2 separate regions of the Zea mays genome follow, and region 2 is linked to region 1. The links are chromatin contacts, called in public Hi-C maps. All regions are on one chromosome and are shown on one strand. The core of a region is the stretch at or near the end of the contact, and the rest is flanking DNA. Distances in the headings are between cores, read along the strand shown.

The links. Hi-C and Micro-C count contacts between places; a contact is called where the count stands out from the background.
Region 2: a contact with region 1 is called in a Hi-C map of leaf, with 5 times the contacts expected there. The contact joins the enhancer-like site here to the promoter of LOC100275174 in region 1. A contact is called at or near these places in 2 of 25 Hi-C or Micro-C datasets (leaf and tassel).

Annotation. Positions count from the first base shown.
Region 1 is chr5:152,490,182-152,493,800 of Zm-B73-REFERENCE-NAM-5.0, reverse strand. It overlaps LOC100275174, which reads left to right and starts at 1,691. Exons shown (of 13, transcript NM_001353653.1): 1 at 1,691-2,017; 2 at 2,375-2,555; 3 at 2,646-2,731; 4 at 2,824-2,928; 5 at 3,075-3,137; 6 at 3,253-3,362; 7 at 3,503-3,619. The coding sequence starts at 1,796.
Region 2 is chr5:152,815,818-152,819,436 of Zm-B73-REFERENCE-NAM-5.0, reverse strand. No RefSeq gene overlaps it. Among protein-coding and RNA genes, the nearest start is that of LOC103628560, 94 kb to the left of the region's middle. Within about 2 kb of position 1,991, at least 6 of the 20 cell types and tissues checked have an H3K27ac peak or open chromatin away from gene starts, as enhancers often do. A contact at or near this core is called in leaf, where this site is marked.

The DNA of each region.
Region 1 (3,619 bases), core at 442-2,941:
TGCCTTTTTGTTCAAATTATGGGACTCTATCTGAATTGGTTGCACCTCAAAACGACCCAACGCTACGGAGGGTTGGTTTTGCTGAGTTTGGGCCTCAAAACTTAGTGGTGCAGTTCCAACAGGAATCGGAGGAGGCACGTGGTGTCATCGTGAAGGGTGCGACGAGGCGAAGCAACTTCGTGTGGAGCGCGTGGCCGTTAGATGCATATTTTAGTAGTTGGTCCATTTTGTCCTGGTTAAGTGGATGAGCTCTATGTATCTAGGGGTAGTTTATACTAGTGAAATAACCCTCTATAAATAGGTGGGAGGGCTGTTGTGTGCAGCCATCTCTTTGGCTATTTCATTTGGCACTTGTTAGAAAACCCTACTTTCCATTTCCTAAGTTGCTCTAGTTCTTAGCCCGGAGATCCACAAGTGTTCTCGTGAACTCCACATCTGTGTAATTATGATTTTGAGAGGAAGGGTGACTATAACCATTCATGGTCCAATGTTTGTTTAGATCGTGTCTTGTTGATCTCACTGCAATTTTGAACCAGTTTCTACTCTCTAAATCCCTCTCTTTGGATTTTGTGAGAATTGTTGATTTCTTGAGTTAGGGATTGTTTTGGGGATTACCTTGGGGGTAAAGATCACTCTCTAGACCATTGTAATCATCTGGTTTGAGCAGTTTGTAGTCGTGATCCAATGTGAACTCGTTTTGAAAACCCCAACAGAACCCCGGTCTAGTCTGTGTTTTCTAAAATGTGTTTGATTTACAAATATGTTCGAGTTCAAATTTTATGAAGACCTTGGAAACTAATTTATCAAGGCGTGTGTAAAATTCTAGCTCAATCGAAGTCCGTTTGAATCAATTTCGCATTCGAAAACTAAATTTCGAGTTCCTGAAAACATCACTAGATAGCGACACAGTTTTGTGGCGCTTCGGACTTTTCGGTGTCCGATTTGAATTTGTTTGTTTTGTTGGTCTCGTGTGAGTCCTAAGAACATTTTCAAAACACGAGATCACTGGTTGGTTGATGAGCTTTTGATTTGGACTTCTTCATCTCCATTGAAGTTAAGTGCTCAAGTTCTAGTTTTAAGCAACATGATTTGATTGGCTCCCATTCACCTCTCTGGTCACCTTTTCGAACATATAAATAGAGATTGTTTTTTAAAATGTCATCCAATAGCTTATGTAAATGGTTATCCAAATATGACCATATTCTATTATGAGTTTTTCGCTAGCCAAAGATCGAAAACGCGTATGTCTCTAGAGTGCAAATAAAATATAGAAAAGTTGTTGGGGATTAAAAAAATACTCCATTCATCCTAAAATATTAGTCATTTTAGCTTTTAATTTTTATATCTACGTTTAAATTATATAAAACAAATACATTAATTACTGTATGAATTAACTAAAAAGTTAAAATAAATTTTATTTTGAAAGAAAGGAAGTAGAAAGTAATTTTTATGTAAATGACTCACTAAGTGATAATTTAGAAAGGCTTTTGGAGATACTCACGCCAATTTGAGGCCATCCTTGAAAATCAAAATCCAAATTAAAATTCAGATCGGAAGCCAATCCACGCATGACGTGGAACCTGAGCTGGAGCACGATGAGCCCACAGCCCCACACGCACGAGTTTCACTTTCGCACGACTCCAAAGCAGCAAAGGACGTCAATCAATGAGCAAATACATCGAATTGCGCGAAGGCAAAGCGTCCAAGCAACCACTTCTGCTCTGCATCCCGTCTGGGCCTCTGCATTTGCTTGGCTGCTGCTCCCTTCTCCCACCGACCAACTCGATCCCGCGCCATGGATCGCGCCGACCCCGCGCGGGGCCGCCTTGCCGTGCTCTCCTCCCACCTCCGTGGTGCAGGGGCCGAGGAGGCGGCGGGGCTGGAGAGGTCGCCGGTATCCGCGCCGGCGCCCGGGCCCCGCGCCGGCGCGCTTGCCGTGGTGGACGGGAGGACCGGGAAGCGGCACGAGGTCAAGGTCTCCGAAGACGGCACCGTGCGCGCCACCGACTTCAAGAAGGTACCGAGCAGCGAGCGCGGATTGACGGTCCCGGCGGTCGCGCCGTGCCGTGCCGTGATCCCCCGGGGTCTTGGCGTTCTAGCCTTCTAGGAGGCGCTTGCTATTGTCAATTGTCATGTTGGCTGTGTTGCTGCCGGAACATGCTGTGCGAATTGTCAATTTGTAGCAATCATGATTGATGACCAAAGATCGTTGAATTAGGTGCTGAATTTTTAGGTCTGCCTGGAGTGGATTGAAGGGGATTGGGATTTAATCTCCCTCAATCCTCTCCTGTCCCTATGCAACCAAACAATTCCTTTGCGATGATAGAAGGTCGTCTAGAAACAAAGATGGTTACCTTTCCCGAATATGCTGCAGATTACCACTGGAAAGGACGACAAGGGTCTTAAGATTTATGATCCTGGTTACCTTAACACTGCCCCTGTTCGCTCGTCCATCTGCTACATCGATGGAGATGAGGGAATCCTTCGCTATAGGGGTTATCCAATCGAAGAATTGGCTGAAAGCAGCTCGTTTGTTGAGGTGGCCTACCTTTTAAGTAAGTGATATCGACTTTGCTGTCCTTCTATTTATCATTGTAACCGATTGAAATTGTTTTGTGAACTTACATAATACATATTGTATTCAGTGTATGGGAACTTGCCTACTCAGAGTCAATTGGCAGGCTGGGAATTTGCTATTTCTCAGCATTCTGCTGTTCCCCAAGGACTGTTGGTATGCTTTATTATCAACTTTTCTTATCAAGACAGATTTTTGAGTTGGCATAGATTAAAATGTATATTTTGTAATTACTTTAATGTGTTCAGGATATCATACAATCAATGCCCCATGATGCTCACCCCATGGGTGTTCTTGCCAGTGCTATGAGCACCCTTTCTGTCTTTCATCCAGATGCAAACCCTGCTCTACAAGTAAGTACTGCCTATACGCACCAATCAAGACAGAGGATATTATTCAACTAGATCAACTTTCTGTGATACAATTAACCAGAAATTTCAACCCAGCCAGATCTTTAAATTTGAATTTAATATTTTGAACACATATTCTGCTCATGTAGGGTCAAGATCTTTATAAATCGAAGCAGGTGAGGGATAAACAAATTGTGCGAGTACTTGGGAAGGTATGCCTGGTTATCTAGTTCCTTTAGTTAATGCTATAATTCTAGCAAACAACTGGAGATCTTGCAAATTTAAAATGATGGTACCTTGATTTTTATATGCATTTGGCTTGTTCAGGCACCAACAATAGCAGCTGCTGCCTACTTGAGATTAGCAGGAAGACCTCCCGTCCTTCCTTTAAATACTCTATCTTATTCAGAGAACTTCTTGTACATGCTGGACTCTTTGTAAGTTGTTTCATATTGAATGCATGTTTCAACTATGCCATGTATGATTATTTCCATGCATTCAAATAAGCAAACAGTTCAACTGTGACTGTACATTGATTTATGTTTTCTAAGAATATAAAGAAAAATCAATTTGGCAGGGGTGACAGAACATATAAACCAAATCCTCGACTTGCTCGAGCTCTAGATATTCTTTTTATTCTGCATGCTGAACATGAAATGAACTGCTCCACTGCTGCTGTTAGGCACCTTGCTTC
Region 2 (3,619 bases), core at 742-3,241, 330 kb before region 1:
CATAGCAAAGTATCACAATTTCTACGAGCACACATTAGATAATTATGATTCTACAATAATCATAATATTCAAGATAATCAGACTTAACTTACATAAGCCACTAAATAAAACATTATCAAAGCAAAGATCCTCACGAAAACATAACCTCAACAGTCTAACGTATTTATATAAATTTAGTACATGGTTTCTCAGATTTCGATTTAAATTGACTTGTCAACACTATTCGCTTCCACTTACTTCATTAGGTACCAACATCTATCTACGACAGTTATCCTACCATGAGACGAAGCATAGAATGTCTTCTAGTAAAGCATTAATTTCTTTAAACAAAGTAAATCGGCACGACAACATCGTCAGAACTACTAGCTAGCCAGATAAAATACTTAACCTAGTTTTCTCATTATAATCTAATCGCGCTACGTATACAAATTTTCCAACACATTCTTCATATCATTCATACCTCAAACCTATATTTCACCACACCTCTCGACTACTTCATAATTATGGTGGTAACCATGCAGCATACAATTACGACCTTTATCATGCATCAAATACACCCACGACGCGTTTAAGCTACAAATAAAATAATTATTACGATAAATATCCCTCTAATCCATCTATCAAATTAATTAGCCAAAATAGCGAATCAGAGTATGATTACCATATTGACCATAAATTCGCGCAGACGTCAATGATTCTTGTTAAGACCTTTTTGCGGAGCACCCGGCAAGCACCACACGGGATTTGTTGGTTTATCCAAACTCTTGGGATTTTAAGACGACGTAAGGGATGTCGACAAGTTGGAGACCTCCAGGGTCGAGCATGACAGGGGAGCTTCGGATCTCAACGCAAGTGGCGCGCATAGGAAGATAGATCGTCGGGATCGACGGGCATGTCGTGGACGCGGCGTGGATCGACGACGAGGAGTAAGGGGCTGCATAATCAACTTGACTTAATATTTGCAAGAATGACGACAGTCTCTGATTGAAGCCTTCAATCGAACACCTGACGAACTTTGAACTGAGCTTCACTTTCTCCTCAATCCACCACTCTTGGAATCTCCCCTTGACTGAATAATATGTCATCATTATGACTCCAACAACAGGTAAATGACTACTCTCATCTTCTGTAAGTGTACTATTGAACATTGCAGGTGTTGAAGCCAATCCAAATTGTAGGATATCGTGTCTAGCAGCAGTGATTCCATGAGTGACTGGATTCTGCAATTTATGTGCAGAAATTCATGAATCATGTCCAACAGAGATTCTTAAACGTCTCAAGTCATCTGGTTTCTTGATTAATAGCCATGCGGCAAAAGCTGCAGCTATAGCTTTAGTGACATCTTCCGTGAGGTTGACAGGCTCACCTTCAATCCTAGCAACAGCAACACCACGAATGTCACTGCCATTTTGAAGCTTCAGAAATTCAACTTTCTTAGATAAACACACAACATTGCCACCATGAGCAACTGTCAAGGCTACGCGCGCTTGTGCTGAGGCCACCTCGTCGGCTTCAAGCTGTGGGACGGCGAGCACGAGAGAGGGAAGCGGAGCAGCGGGGTTTGGAAAATGACGCCAGGAATCAGAGACAGGGACGACAGATTGGGAGGAGCTTGCGAGAAGAATGAAGGCGACGGTGTAGCTAAAGACAGTGACCAGGACGAGCTTGAGGAGCGACGTGATGAAAGAGTGCAGCATGGAAACGACCTGTAGGTGGAGAGCATGCGCCAGATGGGTAGACCAGTGGCCGGAGGAGCGCGCGCACCAGGAAGAGCAGTAGCCGGTGAAGTGGAAAACCTGGGAGCCGAGCGTGAGGAAGTTGGAGACGAGGACTCGACCAGCGTCGATGGCGAGATGCAGCAGAGAGCACGCCTGGAAAGGGCGCCGCGAGGGAGATGGAGCAGAGACACGCCATGGCTGGAGTAGATAGGGCACCGGGACGCACGCTGCAGAGGAGCAGGGAGGACGCTGGGCGCGGTACAGAATCAGAGAAAAGAATCTAGCGAGGGGATAAGGCCATTGCCCATGCCGATGGTGGAAATATCTGTCCACACGCGTGTGGTGAAGAAAAAGATCAGAGAGGGCGACGGCAGGGGATAGGGATGGGAAGAGATTTTTTTATTTCTCTCTTTTTCATATTTTTAGAAATTCATAGATATTTTGAATTGCGATTTTTAGTGATGATTAAATTTTCAGATTAAGTATGTGGGAGATGTAAATCGGACGAAACAAAAGATACTAGTCAAATTAGTACAGACTACGCTTGATTTAATTTAGAGCAGATAATTTACTGAAGAAATCTCAATTATAGATCCTCGGATATGATTTCCCAGCTGACGGGCGAAGACAGAATTATTTTGCACCCAAAACTTCAGTTGCCGAGTTTTGCTTAATTTATATGGGACAAGAATCACAAGACTGAGTTACAATAAATTCATTTGCTAACCAAATACTCGGATCAGGGTCAAAAACAAATAGACCGAATCAAGCAGCATCAGCTTTGATATTTAGGTCATGTTTGAGTCGATCGAAATCAGACAAACTTCATTCGTTATTGACCCGAGTACTTTACTGTTCTACCCGGCACAACCTACGGGGAACCAAACTCCATTATCCCTTTCGCACATAATTTCATAGTTACCCACACAGTCCGAATTTATAAAGTTCAAATGTTGTCCAAATTCACGTTCGCCCACTCAAACGATCCAATTGCCACGGAGCTTGCATGCCAAGAGATTACTAAAGTCGGATCTTAGTAAATTATTATTGCATTTATTATTATTATTATTAATCTTGAGAGACAAAAGTATACTGGATAAAGAGATCATTATTTATACTAACATTCCATGCTTAAGTCCATATTCGCTGTTACGCGTACAGTAACACCTGTGGTGTTACAGCAGACGTGCGGGGGAAACGGCTCGTCGCACTGACGAGACGGGCCCGCGGGTAAGGGCAACTGACGCCGACACACCGGCCCCACTGGGCAGAGGGAGGTGGAGAGGGAGAGAAAGCACGAGGGGGGGGGGGGAAGAAATCGCCGCTGACAGGTGGAGCCCCACCTGTCAGGCGGCGTGGGCGCGCGCGGCCCCGTTGGGCTTGACTACGCCGGCTTGGGCTTAAATGGGTTTTCCTTTTTTTCTCCGAATTTCTAATTGCTTTTCTTTTTATTTTCTCTAGGATTTTCAATTCAAATTCAAACCAAATCAAACATGTGCATAAATTCAAAGAATATTTTGGGCTCAGCATGATGCAACAATTCATAACTCCCATAAGTTTGACATAATAAATAATAAACCCGTCACTAAATTAACCTAATTCTACTCAAAAGAAAGAGAGAGAGAGAGAGAGAGAGAGAGAGAGAGAAAGGGTAACACCTGAATTTGGTAGGCATTTAGAGAAGAAATTTTATACCTCCAAATTCAAGGTGTTACAAACATATCCCCCTTAAAAAGAATCTCGCCCTCAAGATTCAGGGTTCGCTAGCAAAGAGTTCCAGGTACTTGGCTTTCAGATTATCTTCTCTTTCCCAGGTTGCTTCTTCCTCTGAGTGATGGCCCCACTTGACTTTGAACATCCGGATAGTGCTTCTTTGAGTGACCTGATCTACTATCTCCAGA